Linked DNA regions of Mus musculus: region 1 is linked to region 2. The links are chromatin contacts, called in public HiChIP or PLAC-seq maps. All regions are on one chromosome and are shown on one strand. Each heading gives the region's core, a stretch centred on a gene start, on an enhancer-like site or on the middle of the called end of the contact. The rest is flanking DNA. Distances are from core to core; before and after follow the strand shown. Region 1 overlaps Sox5 (SRY (sex determining region Y)-box 5). Region 2 overlaps 1700060C16Rik (RIKEN cDNA 1700060C16 gene).

Region 1 (6,692 bases), core at 73-2,572, 450 kb after region 2:
AGTGTAAAACTGTGGGAAGGTGATAATCAATAACCAAAGACTATTTCCTGACATCTCCATTTATGCCCTGGTGCATGCATGTGCTCGCACGCTCTCTCACACACACGGACACACAGACACACACAAACATACACACACACACACACACATATACAGACACACACACATACACACAGACACAGACACACACACACATACACAGACACACCGACACACAGACACATAGACCCAGAGACACACACAGACACACACGTACACAGAGTGTTTGTTTTATCTGTAGAGATTTAAAGATGGAAATACTGCGTTTTACAATAAGTTATAATCTAGATTAATTTTCAATCGTATTATTTCAATACAATACTCTAGTGATACTGAAATTGAGTACAAAATTTAAATTAAGCTATAACATGGCCTCCTATAGCAGTGCCTTTACAAAATAACAGACTTATACACAGACCGCGATCTAATGTGCATAATCATGGGGGGAATTATGATGATGTTTAGCTCTGGTATCCAACATCTACAGAGTTTTCACAAAACTGTGGCCACTCCATATCCCAACCCAGGGAGAATTCCATGAAACTTGCTGATAGGGGAATGAGCCATGGTCAGGTAGATGAACCGAAGAACGAAGTCAGAAGGACACAAAGACTGGAAACTACAAAACTTGAGCACAATGATTGGAAGTGTAGCTGTCACTTTACAAAATGAAATGAACTTGGAGCAAAACACATTCAAAGCATGAAGTACCCAGAGCGCTAATCTATGAGTAGAGCTGAAAAGCAGAAAATGCTGTTCTTGCCGGTTTCCTCTCACACCTGTCAGGTTAGATGCTTCTCTAGAGTGGGGCCTTCAGAGAGACAGAGCCCTGCAGATGTTCACATGGCAGACTGCATTGGCAACAGAAGCCATCCCAACAAAGAAAGACCTTCTGAAGAGGCAAGCATTCACACTTGCTTTTCTTCCTAATATGTATAACCATTATCATCCTACCTTATAGAATATAAAATTCATTCTGATACTAATACAAAGCATCAAGTTACTGAGAGACCCTATTGAAATGTGGACCTATTGATCAGCATGTCCTGTTGCTAAGAAACAGTTCACCCAGTCTCAGCCCACTTGGAGAAACCCTCCGGGGAAAAATCAATACCGTTGTTACATTCAGTCTTGCTCTATTTTTTTTCTCTAGTTTTATGAGACAAGGCCCTAATCTGCAGGCAAGGATGGCTTGGAACTTACTCTGTAGCCAAGGATGACTCTCAACATGTGCCCCCTCTCCTCCCACTTCCTCTTGAATGGTAGGATTGTAGGTGCATGGCACCGTGCCAGGCACAACTGCTGAGTCACGGCTCCCAAGACACTGTATGGAAAGAGCAAGGAGTGTCCCTCCCTCTCTGGCAGTTGGCTCTGGGGGGTTTGGTAATGCCCCCCCACACACACACACACAGACAGCACATCAACAGAATTCAATGGTTCAGACTAACTGCCCATAAGAGACAGGAAGAACCATTCCAATATCTGCACAAAGAAAAAGAAGAGAATGTGGTGGGGAGAAGGGGAAAGAAGGGAGCATAGAGAGATGGGTGATGCTCTACAACCACTGTTTGGTGAATCCCCACACCAATCATGTATAGCATGCAGACTTCAGTGGCGGCACTTCAAAGACAAAGGAAATCATGATCATCTTTTAATTTTCTAACACACTAGAAACCAAAAGGGTGAATCCATATTCCTACTGAAATGATTTCTCAAAAATGAATGTAACTTTTATACATGAAAGAGGTGTGATACAGTCAAATAGTAGGCTGTAAGATTTCCTATATTATATACACAAAAATATACTTTACTAAGAATAGATTTTTTATGCCTAAGAGTTTCCATACTTTTGAAAACATTAATTCAAATACAAGTTTTCAGTTAATTTTATAAATTAAATTAGAGTAGTATTTGACCATCAAGTACACTTTTCTTTCTGAATTCAGATAATATTCATTGATATATTTTACACTTAGAAGAAACTAACCAGATATTTTAGATCATTAAATGAGCTTTCTAATCATCATATTCTAACCGATGGCAATGGTCTCCAGCATTCACTTGGCAATTATCAAATGAAGAAAGCTAGTGTCTTGGAAAGTCATAAAACAACTACAACTAGGTATAGAACAAATTCTGAGAAAATAGTTTCCTCCCGCCATCTCAGTCAGAGGACTCCTAATGCAGACCTTCATCCAAATGAAGCGGACACATGGGAGTCCATTTCCTTGTCACTGTGACAAAATGCCCAAGACAGGCAACGGAAGGAAGAGAAGAAGGTTGTGCTCTGGTCAGTTTCTGAGCTTGCATCCATCCTGGTGGGAAGAGCATGGTGGAAGAGAACTGAGTAGCTCATGGCAGACAGAGCAGAGCATCAGTAGGAAGTGATCCAGACAAGACAAGACACAGTTAAGCACACCCCTGTGGCCTGAGTTCTCCGAGCATCCCTCTCCTTGCACAGCACTACAACTTTAAAACCTTACCCACATTTTGAGTCTATCAGGGATTGAGCCATTTCTTAGGTTAGTACCTTGCAGTCTAATCTCTTCAAACACCACACAGACATACCCAGAGGACTGCCATGATAATGCCCTGGGCATCTCTCAACCAAGTACAGAAATCAATTGTTGCACTATGACATATACTCAGTTTGTGACTGATACAACCAGCAACAATAGTGCATACCAACCTTTGAACCTTTGGCTTTTGTCCCCAAACAGAACACATGAACTGCCTGCGGGTTGTCTATGTAATTTGTCTCCAATATTGTCTTCAGTTGAGGACTAAACATCTCTATCTCCAAGTCCACCTTAATCTCTACATTGACTCAGATGTCCAGGAAATAAAATGTCAGCTACAATTTATACCACATATCTGTTTCTACAATAAGATTTGCTATGATCATGCGTCATTACACCATTTTCCATAAAAGTAAATGTTTGCTCCCAAGTCTGATTTACACGTAATTTTCGGCCTTGCTGTTCTGTAATCTGGGTTCTGACCAGGTAACTGAGTACCTGCTTGTAAGTCTCACTACAGGATGCTGTGCTGTCAACCACTCCTACCCTAGCCACTCTGTTCCGGAATTTATAACACTGCATTCCATCAACGTCCCCTTGTATCCTCCTCTCCTTCTCAGTATTCTCAGAGAGTCTTCTGAAGACAGCTCAAGAATGTCTAGAAACACAGCTATGCCCCCCTCTCTAGATGGTCTACCCGTGTAGCTGGAGAAATGGCTTCATCTATAAGGTGCTTGCCATACAAATATGGGAACCCTAGTTTGTATCCCCAGAAACCCTGTGAAATGCTGGATGATTCTGGTTATTTCTTGGCGCTAGAGAAGTAGAGACAGAAGGATCCCTGAGGTTCCTTGGACAGAACAGGTAAAGGCTAAGATCATGAGAGATGCTCTCAGAAACTAAGAAGGAGCTGAAGGAGACTTCGAGACTGCAATCCCATAGGAAGAACAATATCAACTAACTAGACCACCCAGAGCTTCCAGAAACTAGACCACCAACCAAAGAGTACACATAGAGGGATCCATGGTTTTATATATATATATCAGAGGATGGCCTTGATGCCCCAGAGTTGGAGGATGCTATAGCAGTGAAGTGAGAGATAGTGAGTGGGTAGGGGAGCACCCTCAGAGAGGCAAAAGGAGACAGGGGAGTGGGAGGATGGGCTGGGTGTGTGTGTGGAGGGGTAACAAGGAAGGAGGATACCATCTGAAATGCAAATGAATAAAGTGATTAACAATAATATTAATAAAAATAATAAAAATCTAAGATGGGTGTAACTAAAGAAGATACCTAGCTTTGACCCTGGAATCAACATCAAGGATATACATATGTGCATCACACACAGAGGCACACACACACACATAAGGACACATGTATACACACACACACACACACACACTTCTCTATCACACTCTTTCCACTCCTGACCTTCAACTACAATTCCTGTCCATGTCTGTGAGTCTGATTTTTCCATACCTCCTTCTAGTCCTACTGGTTACTGGATGCTCATCAAATACCGTGGTCTGAATTGATAATACCTCAGCTTTACCGTGCCTGAAAGTCAGACTCTTCATCTGCCTTGAAGAAGGAAGCGACTGTCCCTCGATATTTCACATCACATCACCTAAGGACACTGTGATACAATGGGCCACACCCACATCACCTGAGGACATTTCATATGATGAGTAACAGGGCATCTTTGTGAACTTTTTCGACCGTGGGTCGCTCGGTCCAAGTAAGTCTTTTCCTCCAGTGACCAGTGAGAGTTCTGTATTCCGTTCTAACATTTCCCAGCTACATCCCTCCAGAAGGCCATGGAAAGGGAAGGGAAGGAGAAGGTAGCAACTCCTCCTCTCTGCCTCCTGCACGGAGATGGCCAGACAAGCTATTGATGCAACACTCTCTCCAATAGGTGGTGGAGATATGTTTAACTGGCGTATAAACACAGCACACTCAAGCCTGCACACCCAAACTGAAATAGGCCTTTTGCTATTTCCAGGATCTGTATCAATGTAAAACACAATGCAGTGCCTCTGTACTATTATTGTGTGAGACGCATGCTTATCCAGGAAAAGTGGGTGAAGAAAATCCTATAGTAAAAGACAGTATTTTATTGAGCAGATCACACTAATTCCTTATGTTGGATTTTAAAGAATAATAGTGTTCGCAAAATACTCACAACGTCAGTAACAGTGAGGTAAGCCACAATTCGCTATATAGTTTTCCAGCCACAAGGACTACAATGTTCGCCATGCCTACAATAACGTACATTGCTGTGATTGGGGGCAAAATATGACTTTGGAAACAAAAGAACACTATGTCCTACAAGAAAGGTGGCATGTTTGTTTTTAATTTGAGATCTTATGTTCCGTTCTTTAAAAAGCTGAGTCCAGAGCTTCTTTTTACATAATTTTTAAGTTATTTTAATCTGTCCTTCTGTCTCTGACTCTGTCTCTGTCCCTCTCTTCCCCTGCCCCTCTCCCTCTCTCTCTCTGTCTCTCTCTGTCTCTGTCTCTCTCTCTGTCTCTGTCTCTCTCTGTCTCTCTCTGTCTCTGTCTCTCTCTCTCTCTCTCCCTCCCTCCCTCATGTGTGTGTGTGTGTGTGTGTGTGTGTGTGTGTGTGTGTGTGTGTGTCTGCAAAGGTCATAGGTGTCAGGTTGCCCTGGAGTTGGCTCCAGTCCCATGTAGACATGAGCTACCCACCGTGAGTGCTGTGATCTGAACGTGGGTCTTCAGCAAGGACAGCAGGCATTCCTCCCTGCCAAGTCATCTCTCCATCCCTTTCCACCTATTCCTTCAGGGAGATAATTTTTTCTTTTTTATTGTCTTTTTTATTATGTAAAACAAAATTAAGATTTAACTGTATTTCGATCATATTCCACCTCTCCCTCAAGTCCTTCCAGATCCTCTCTCCTGCCCTCCCTACATTTCAGATCACATAAATCTTTCACCTGTTAATAAAGAGTTCTGTAACTGACATTTTTCATATAAAGTTTTGAAAATGCAGGGAGTAAAGACACCTCCATGATGTAATTGCTCACATGCATGTCAGTTTCAGGGCCTTGGTTTATGTTCCGGTTCCCATCCATCAACCATAACCTTCTGCCTATATAAAATGTTTCCATTCCATGAGATCTCTTTGCACATGATTTTGCCCAGTTTCATCTGATTTTACTGAAACTAAGCAAAATTAACCAGTAACAAAGTCTTCTTAGAAGCACTATTCAGATTTTTACTTCAAAATCCCTTAGTCACCAGTTAAATATTGATTTAAAAGGTGGTCAATGGGCAAAACAAAACATTTATTGAAAACATTTTCCAGCCAATTTGAGATAAATCTTTAGTACTTGGGTTTATATACAAATATACTTTTAAATTAAGACATTTATCTCCCAACTCAAAACACAGACAATAGCCTCCTCTCCCATGATAAGGTCTCGGGTCCACTGGCATTCCTCCACTGTAACAAATCCTTCATAGACCCAGATTACACACAGGAGAGATTTCTTTGAGCTCATGATTTGAGAAGTTTTACTTTGTGATACAGGGGGTCATCGCACTGCTTTGGGGCAAAACTGTTTTCAGAAACTGAACTCCAGGAGGAGGACGAGAGGAGCTGTGCCCTTCATCCCTGAAAGGCTTCACAGGAACAATGACAAGAGCTCTGACCAGGTGTCACCTACCACTTCCCTTACTACCATGTGGGGACCAAGTTATTACACATGGGCCTTGGGGGAACGGCCTAGATCCAGAACTTAGCAGTTCTAGTTTATGAATCTCATATCAATTTTTCTGTTCATACGCAGTAATGTATCTCACCAGTCCCTGTTATGTCAAAGATTCCAGTAGTCTTTGCCAACAGTGTTTCAACTTCCAATGTATCTGTGTTGCATGCGTGGGAATATTCACACTGTCCTCTTCTTATGGAGGAATTACTATATCTTAACTTTGCCAAGTGCAGTGCTAATAACCATTACATTGAATTTAAGCAGTAATCGTCCGCTATTAAAACTCAGATAATTCTTATATACTTATACAGCATGAGGCATGTTCCTTTAGGCTTATTTTATTTAGAGAACAACTAAAATTTAATCAATACATGAATTGGGAGGGTGACAAACGAAATTGGGCTAAA
Region 2 (6,489 bases), core at 3,586-6,085:
GTCTCAGGGCTCTGGCAACAGGTCAAAACTGGAGGTCTGGGCTTCAGGTGGTTGGCATACAGAGCAGGCAGAGCACAGGGCAGGCAAATGTTGGCAGCAGCAGAATCCAAGACACGAACTTGGGCTCATGTCGGGACTTTTGTCTTTAAAACAATTAGTACTGATGAGTGAGAATGGCAAAATGAGCTGGCAGCCTGGTGGCTGTGTCCACGAGCCTCCACTGCATGGGTACTGGGAAAGGATGAAGTGAAATATTCCTGACTAGAAATGGCCAGAAAGATGGCTGGCTGGTGGGCAGGCTCATCTCCTCCCCAGAGATGCTTAGTTATCTCAGATCCAAGGAGTTAAGAGGATCACAGGGCAGCAGAGGTCCAGAACACCGGACAGTGAGAAACAGATGAGAGGCCCCGACACGGAGTTGGAATACACAGTCCATAGAGGGTCCCAGTACTGCTGTCCTCCTGCACCCAGGGCAAGGAAGGGGAAGAGGAGCCCCTGAGAATCCTTACGGTGGGACCCTGGGGGTGTCCTTGGTGCTTTTAGATCCTAGGTCTGGGGATTTTTGAGAATATGTGATTCCTGTTTCTTTCTCTTCCTTGTTCTGTTTCCTATTTGGTATCTTTCCAAGTTATGCTGCAGAAAGGGTCCTTAAGACACTCTCCCCACCTCTTAATCCTTCTATCAAGAGAGAGAGGCAAGCAGGTGTTCTGTCAGTCAGAAATACCAGCACGTTGGAGGCTGAAGCAGAAAGACACAACTGCCAAGTTTGATAGCAGCTTAGGTTATATTGAGACCCTGTCTCACAATATAAACAAACAAAAAGGAAGGAAGAAAGAAAGGAAGGAAGGAAGGGAGGGAGGGCAGGGAGGGAGGGAGGGAAGGGAGGGAGGGAGGGAAGAAGGGAGACAATTATAATGGCCTCCATCCTGTACTGTCATTCTCCTTCCATTTTTTGTTTTTGAGACAATGTCTCACTATATAGCCTGGGCTAGACCAGAACTCACTATGTAGCTAAAGCTGGTTTGTTATTTACCAGCCTCTTGCCTCAGCCTCCCATTTGCTGAGGTTAGAAGTGTATGCCCGCCCCCCTATACCCGAATAAATTTTTGGTCCTAAACGACATCACCTATGTCATGCTGGCTAAGTCATAAGGAGAGGTCATTTGATTAATAATTCCCATTGAGAATTGTCAGGTAGAGTCAACAACTAGGCAGACACATACAGTCTGCGGGATGAGCCTTACCCAGCCTGATTAGATGCCATCTGATTTCAGCACTGTGTGTGTGTGTGCACACATACACACACACACACACGCACACATGCACACACACACACACGCACATGCACACACACATACACACACACATACACACACACACACACACACACACACACACACACACACATACACACGCACACACGGTTTCCTGTTTCCTTATTTACTTTAAAACATTCCTTCCACACTGGCAAGTATTTTATTATGTCATATAAATTAGAACTTACACAAGCATTTATGCAATTACTACAGTACAATTCTTTATATTCTAGTTATAATATATTGTAGTCTGTATGTACAGTAAAACTTGGGCTTAGGTATTTAAATTCTTACTTTAAATAGCCAATAGTTGCACAGGGAGATTTAATCATGCATCTGCAGTATATCTTATGTCTACATTCTATATATGCTGGGATAATATGAAGACAAATCGTATGTGTGCTGACCTAGTGCTTGTTCATGCTTTGACATTTCTTTCTTTAGATTCACGATTTTAATTTAATAGTTTGCTCTTTCTGAATACCTTCGGTCTTTAATCCTACACCATAACGTAGATTTTCTGGAGACAAATCCTGTTACCTTTTGTCTGACTTTATTCTAACATCTCAATTATTAAAGACTCTCTTAGTGGATAAAGTCTTGGGTGTGCATGAGTGTTTGTGTATGAGTGTACGTGTGTGCATGAGTGTGTGTGTACAGGAGTGTGTATATGTGAGTGTATGTGTGTGCATGTGAGTGTATGTGCATGAGTGTGTGTATTCTGTGTGTGTGTGTTTGTGTGTGTGTGTGTGTGTGTGTGTGTGTGTGTGTGAATCCAGATAAATAGAACCTTCTGGCTGTCTTCCACTTCCATTGTTATTTTCTGAATATACTTCTCTTGTAGCTTGATGCTGACTTGCCCTCAATTTGACGTATTTTCCTTTATTGAATTCCAGAACTTCAATCTTTAATAATTCCAAGCAATCTAAATAGCAGGTCTGATCTTCCTCTACGTGTCCCCAGCGTTGTGACTGAGATTCTTAGACCTATGTTTTGTTGTCTTTCATTAATTTTGGAAATTCTTGGGTGCTATTTCTCCAGAGCTTTTCTTCTCTTTTGTTCCCGGTGTTCTTCCCTTTGTCAGTCTGAGTGAATGAAGCTCTCTGACATTTTCCCGTGAGTCTGCAATGCTTTGGAAGGCTTCTTTTTCTCACTGTTTGTCCTCATTGTTTTGCCAGTCAATGACTTGTATTCACATGATTTTCATTCCACTGACTCTTTTCTCTGTTTTGTCCCAACTCCTGATCTACTCATTCTGGAATTTCTTATCTTTTGAAGTTGTATATGTCTTCCTGGAACATTAAATGTATCCCCTCTAAATTATTTTTTCTGAAATCTCTCATTTATAACACCTATTTTTCACTAATTTACATGATCAAATACAAAGGTAGAAAAGAAGAGCAGTATTCTAGCTAGAGTGGAAACTTAGCTGATGATCAGTATTGAGGCTAAATTAATGCAGCAATAATCACAAACACAGAGCAAAGTATGAGTCCACATTATTAGAGGAAAAACTTAGAAAACCTGAAGACAGTTTCAAGAAATATTACAAGAAGGTGATTGGATTCTAAAAAGGTAAAGAAAAAGTACAGAAATAGTTAATCAAAATAATAAAAGAAAATCATCCAAATCTGAGGAAAAAGCAAGGAGGCCGAAAAGCCTTCAGTATTCCAGAGGAACTGGTGACAACATTTATGCACCTGCAGAATTCTTCATGTCTAAACACCAAGAGAAAATTGCTTTAGGCTTCCGGAAAAGTGAAGAAGTTACTTTCAAAGGTAAACAAGCCGTCAGACTAGCTTTCTCTTCCCATTGGGAGCATTTGCTGTTAAAGGGGATTGAGTCATGTCCTTGAAATGACAGCTTTATAGGGATGGGAATCAAGAAGAGATGGAGGAGGAGGTGGAAGGAAAGTGGAGCAGAAGCACATGGCCCGGAGAAACCGCAAGTTAAAAGGGATCTCATAGATGGGGAAGATGGTAGTGTAGTGGGAGATCTACCCAATCTAGGCTTGCAGCTTGTATTCATATTAATTGAGTTGTGTTTTCCTTGCCTTGGCTTATTTGGGTTGGAGATTTACTGCAACAAAATGGCCCCCAAATGCCACACCCAGCTCCTGCTACATTCATTTCTGGAGAAAACAAGAATGCACTCATGCATCAAAAATTTAGACTTAGGATTCCAGTTAAAGCAGGTTTGAGAATGCACAATTCGATAGTTTGGAAAAAGAGAGTTTCTTTTTCATGTACTACTGAGGAAAAAGTATGAGACAGACGTTCTATTGGGTGCTCATTCCTCACGGCCTGTTGTTCTGTCCCTCTGTGAGGCCTGCTTTGACATCCTTCTGTGGACCATGGAATCTATTGGGAAGCTGCTCAAACCTAAAAAGCTCATCTCAAAATGCACGTAGGTGTGTAATATAAACACCAGGTATGGACTAAATAAACTGACTTAATGATGATTACTAACATGTTTGGTTTTATTTTTAAAGATTTATTTTATGTATATGAGTACAATGTAGCTGTCTTCAGACACACCAGAAGAGGGCATGGGATCTCATTACAGATGGTTGCGAGCCACCAAGTGATTGCTGGGAATTGAACTCAAGACCTTTGGTAGAGCAGTCAGTGCTCTTAACCACTGAGACAACTCTCCAACTCACATGTTTTTAAACCAAATCATCATAACTTGCTGCAGGGAAATATTGAATCCTGATCGTGATCCTAACAGCAGCCATTGTTACCCTGAAGTGATGGTTAGGGAAGGAGTTTTGCCATTTTCCCTTTCTATGGGTGGGAATATTGAGTTCCTGGGAATTAAAATGTGCACCCAAGGTGTAATGATGAAGAAAAAGTTACAGGCTGGCAAGCAAACTACAAGACCTGTTGCTAATGCTAAGGGGAATTGCAAACAAAAAGCAAACACCTGAAAGGGGAGTATAATTAATCCATAAGCAAATTGGTGAAATATAAAGGTAAGTCGATACCAAAATCGGTGATCTAAAAGGAGAGCAAAAGTCATCTAAACAAGGGAAATACAGACTGAAACACTGTCTCTGAGAGCAGATAAAACGAGTCAAATGGCAGCCCCTCCAGGTCCAGGGAAGTCACAGGGCAAACAAACCTGACCCACCAATCAACCCCTGACACCGCTCCCTTGCCCCAGGGTGCCTGTCCACATTCTCAGGCATGGAAGCTGCACTGAAACACCCTGAAGAACCCTGGTGGAGCCAGGCAGGGACTGAATGGAAAGTGAGGCTGCTGGTTAAATAGCATAGATCAGCCCAATGTCAGCAGTATCTGGAAATGTGGCCAGGCTCCCGGGAATTCTCACCCAGCAGTGAGTCACAGCAGCAGAGGCTCTGGAAACCAAGATGTTGCTCAACAAAGAAATGAATAAGCGTGTTCCCGAGGTCAAACAAACTCAGGCCAAGAATCTGTAAGGTCAGACTGAGTCAGAAGCACCATGGGGCGAGAAGTCCAAAGCCAGCCTCACGTCCAAGCAGGCAATATTTGTTCACCAGTGTCCACAGCCCAGGAGGAAGCCAGGAGCAGGCCAGAGTGGCCCAAACTGGCCCTAGTGGCAGGGAAGTAGTAGAGGTAGATTCCTGGTGAGTTTCCCAATCAGAACCCACAGCTGTTAATCTCAGGAATAAAATATGTACCTGTTGATTTATTGAGACTGGTTCTATCCGTTCCTCTAAAAATCTGGCCCAGGAGAAAGGACTGCTGCAAACACAGGTCATCAAACAGAAGAATCTATCCGTACTTTCCTTCAGGTATAAAAGTTTGACTTCTCCTGTGAGTTAACTATAACGAAGGGGTTACGTTGTTGAGGAACTTGATCTGAACTGAATGCATCCATGTGAAGCGGTGGAATTCTTCAGGAAGAGTCTCATCTCCAGATGTGCCTGATGATCTGTATTCACTTGCACTGACAGCTGGTCTTGACTGAATTAGAAGTTATTTGAATATAAACGTGAACTTGATAGAGTTCATGAGGCTTTAAGAAAAAGCCTCAGAATTACGTCTAGAACCGTTGTGTCTGCGGATATGTCTGAGATGATGACAAAGACAACCAGGGTGGGTGGAGGCATGGTTGGTGTGATGGACCACTTCCGTGCATGTGCGTTGAAGAAGCAGGATGGATGAGGAGTGTGCAGCATCTTCTGAGGATGACTTTACTAATGTGGTGTGACCCGTATCACTTGTGGCTCAAGCAAACATAAGACCAGTTGCAGGTTGTGGCTTATCCCAAATGGTGGGTGGCAGGGGACGGGAAGACAGTGCCTTCAGTCTAGCACAGGGAGAAGGGGCCGAGGCAGGGGGAGGTGCATCTGAAAGTCTTAGAGATCCTATGGAAGTCCATATGTTTTCTTAAGATTTTCTTAAGCAGTTGCTTAAGAAATGGCCCACCAATTGTGGGCAAGAAGTTAAGATCAGCAGGAAACAGTTTTCTTCATATATATATATATATATATATATATATAGAGAGAGAGAGAGAGAGAGAGAGAGAGAGCTCATGAGATGGAAATCACTCCTAGCTCCTAGAATGGGAGACACTATGTTCATTACACTCTGAGTTTTGGGGAGGGGCGCTTACTTCATTCACTTATTTTAAGGTCAAATTTTAGCTGCTGTTTTTCCTGAGGTTGTGTGGACCACTCTACATTGTTCAGCAGTGATTTCTATGTACTTAGATTAACATCTCCTAAGAATTTCAGGGAGGTTTGAGTCACTATCCAAAGACACAAAACTATCACAAAAAAGAAACGTGAGGCAGACATACTCAGAGCACATGTTCTGAGTCCTCCCAGGTCATTGCTTAAGCATGACGTTAGTTAGACAAGAAATGTGAGGTCAGATGAGTCAGACTCTGGATGTTCGCTGTTTAATGTTATTAGTGTCAAGTACTGTCTTCTACCACCCCCACTCTCATCCCAGACTGCACCTGAGCAGATGGATTCAAAAGTATACCCCATCATATAGGGAAGTCATATAGACTTCCAGGCTCACTCAGAATAAGTAAGTCTACAGACAGAATCCTGCCTTGAATTTGACCCTTGATGCTGTCAAAATGGCAGACTGTGACAGCAGTCAGAGAGATTGCTTGCACAACCACATTCACTAACGCTTTTCTTTTAATGTCATCACACACTGATACACACACACACA

What was found. HiChIP or PLAC-seq counts read pairs in DNA pulled down with a chosen protein or histone mark.
Region 1: an H3K27ac HiChIP or PLAC-seq map of the NIH/3T3 cell line shows a contact between it and region 2, with 5 times the contacts expected there. The contact joins two enhancer-like sites. A contact is called at or near these places in 2 of 115 datasets of contacts at active chromatin or transcription factors (the NIH/3T3 cell line and fibro-adipogenic progenitors).

The regions. Positions count from the first base shown.
Region 1 is chr6:144,087,104-144,093,795 of GRCm38.p6, forward strand. The region is part of intron 3 of Sox5 (SRY (sex determining region Y)-box 5); the gene reads right to left. Among named protein-coding and RNA genes, the nearest start is that of Gm52485, 100 kb to the left of the region's middle. Within about 2 kb of position 1,323, at least 15 of the 459 cell types and tissues checked have an H3K27ac peak or open chromatin away from gene starts, as enhancers often do. A contact at or near this core is called in the NIH/3T3 cell line, where this site is marked.
Region 2 is chr6:143,636,111-143,642,599 of GRCm38.p6, forward strand. The region is part of intron 1 of 1700060C16Rik (RIKEN cDNA 1700060C16 gene); the gene reads right to left. Among named protein-coding and RNA genes, the nearest start is that of 1700060C16Rik, 12 kb to the right of the region's middle. Within about 2 kb of position 4,836, at least 66 of the 459 cell types and tissues checked have an H3K27ac peak or open chromatin away from gene starts, as enhancers often do. A contact at or near this core is called in the NIH/3T3 cell line, where this site is marked.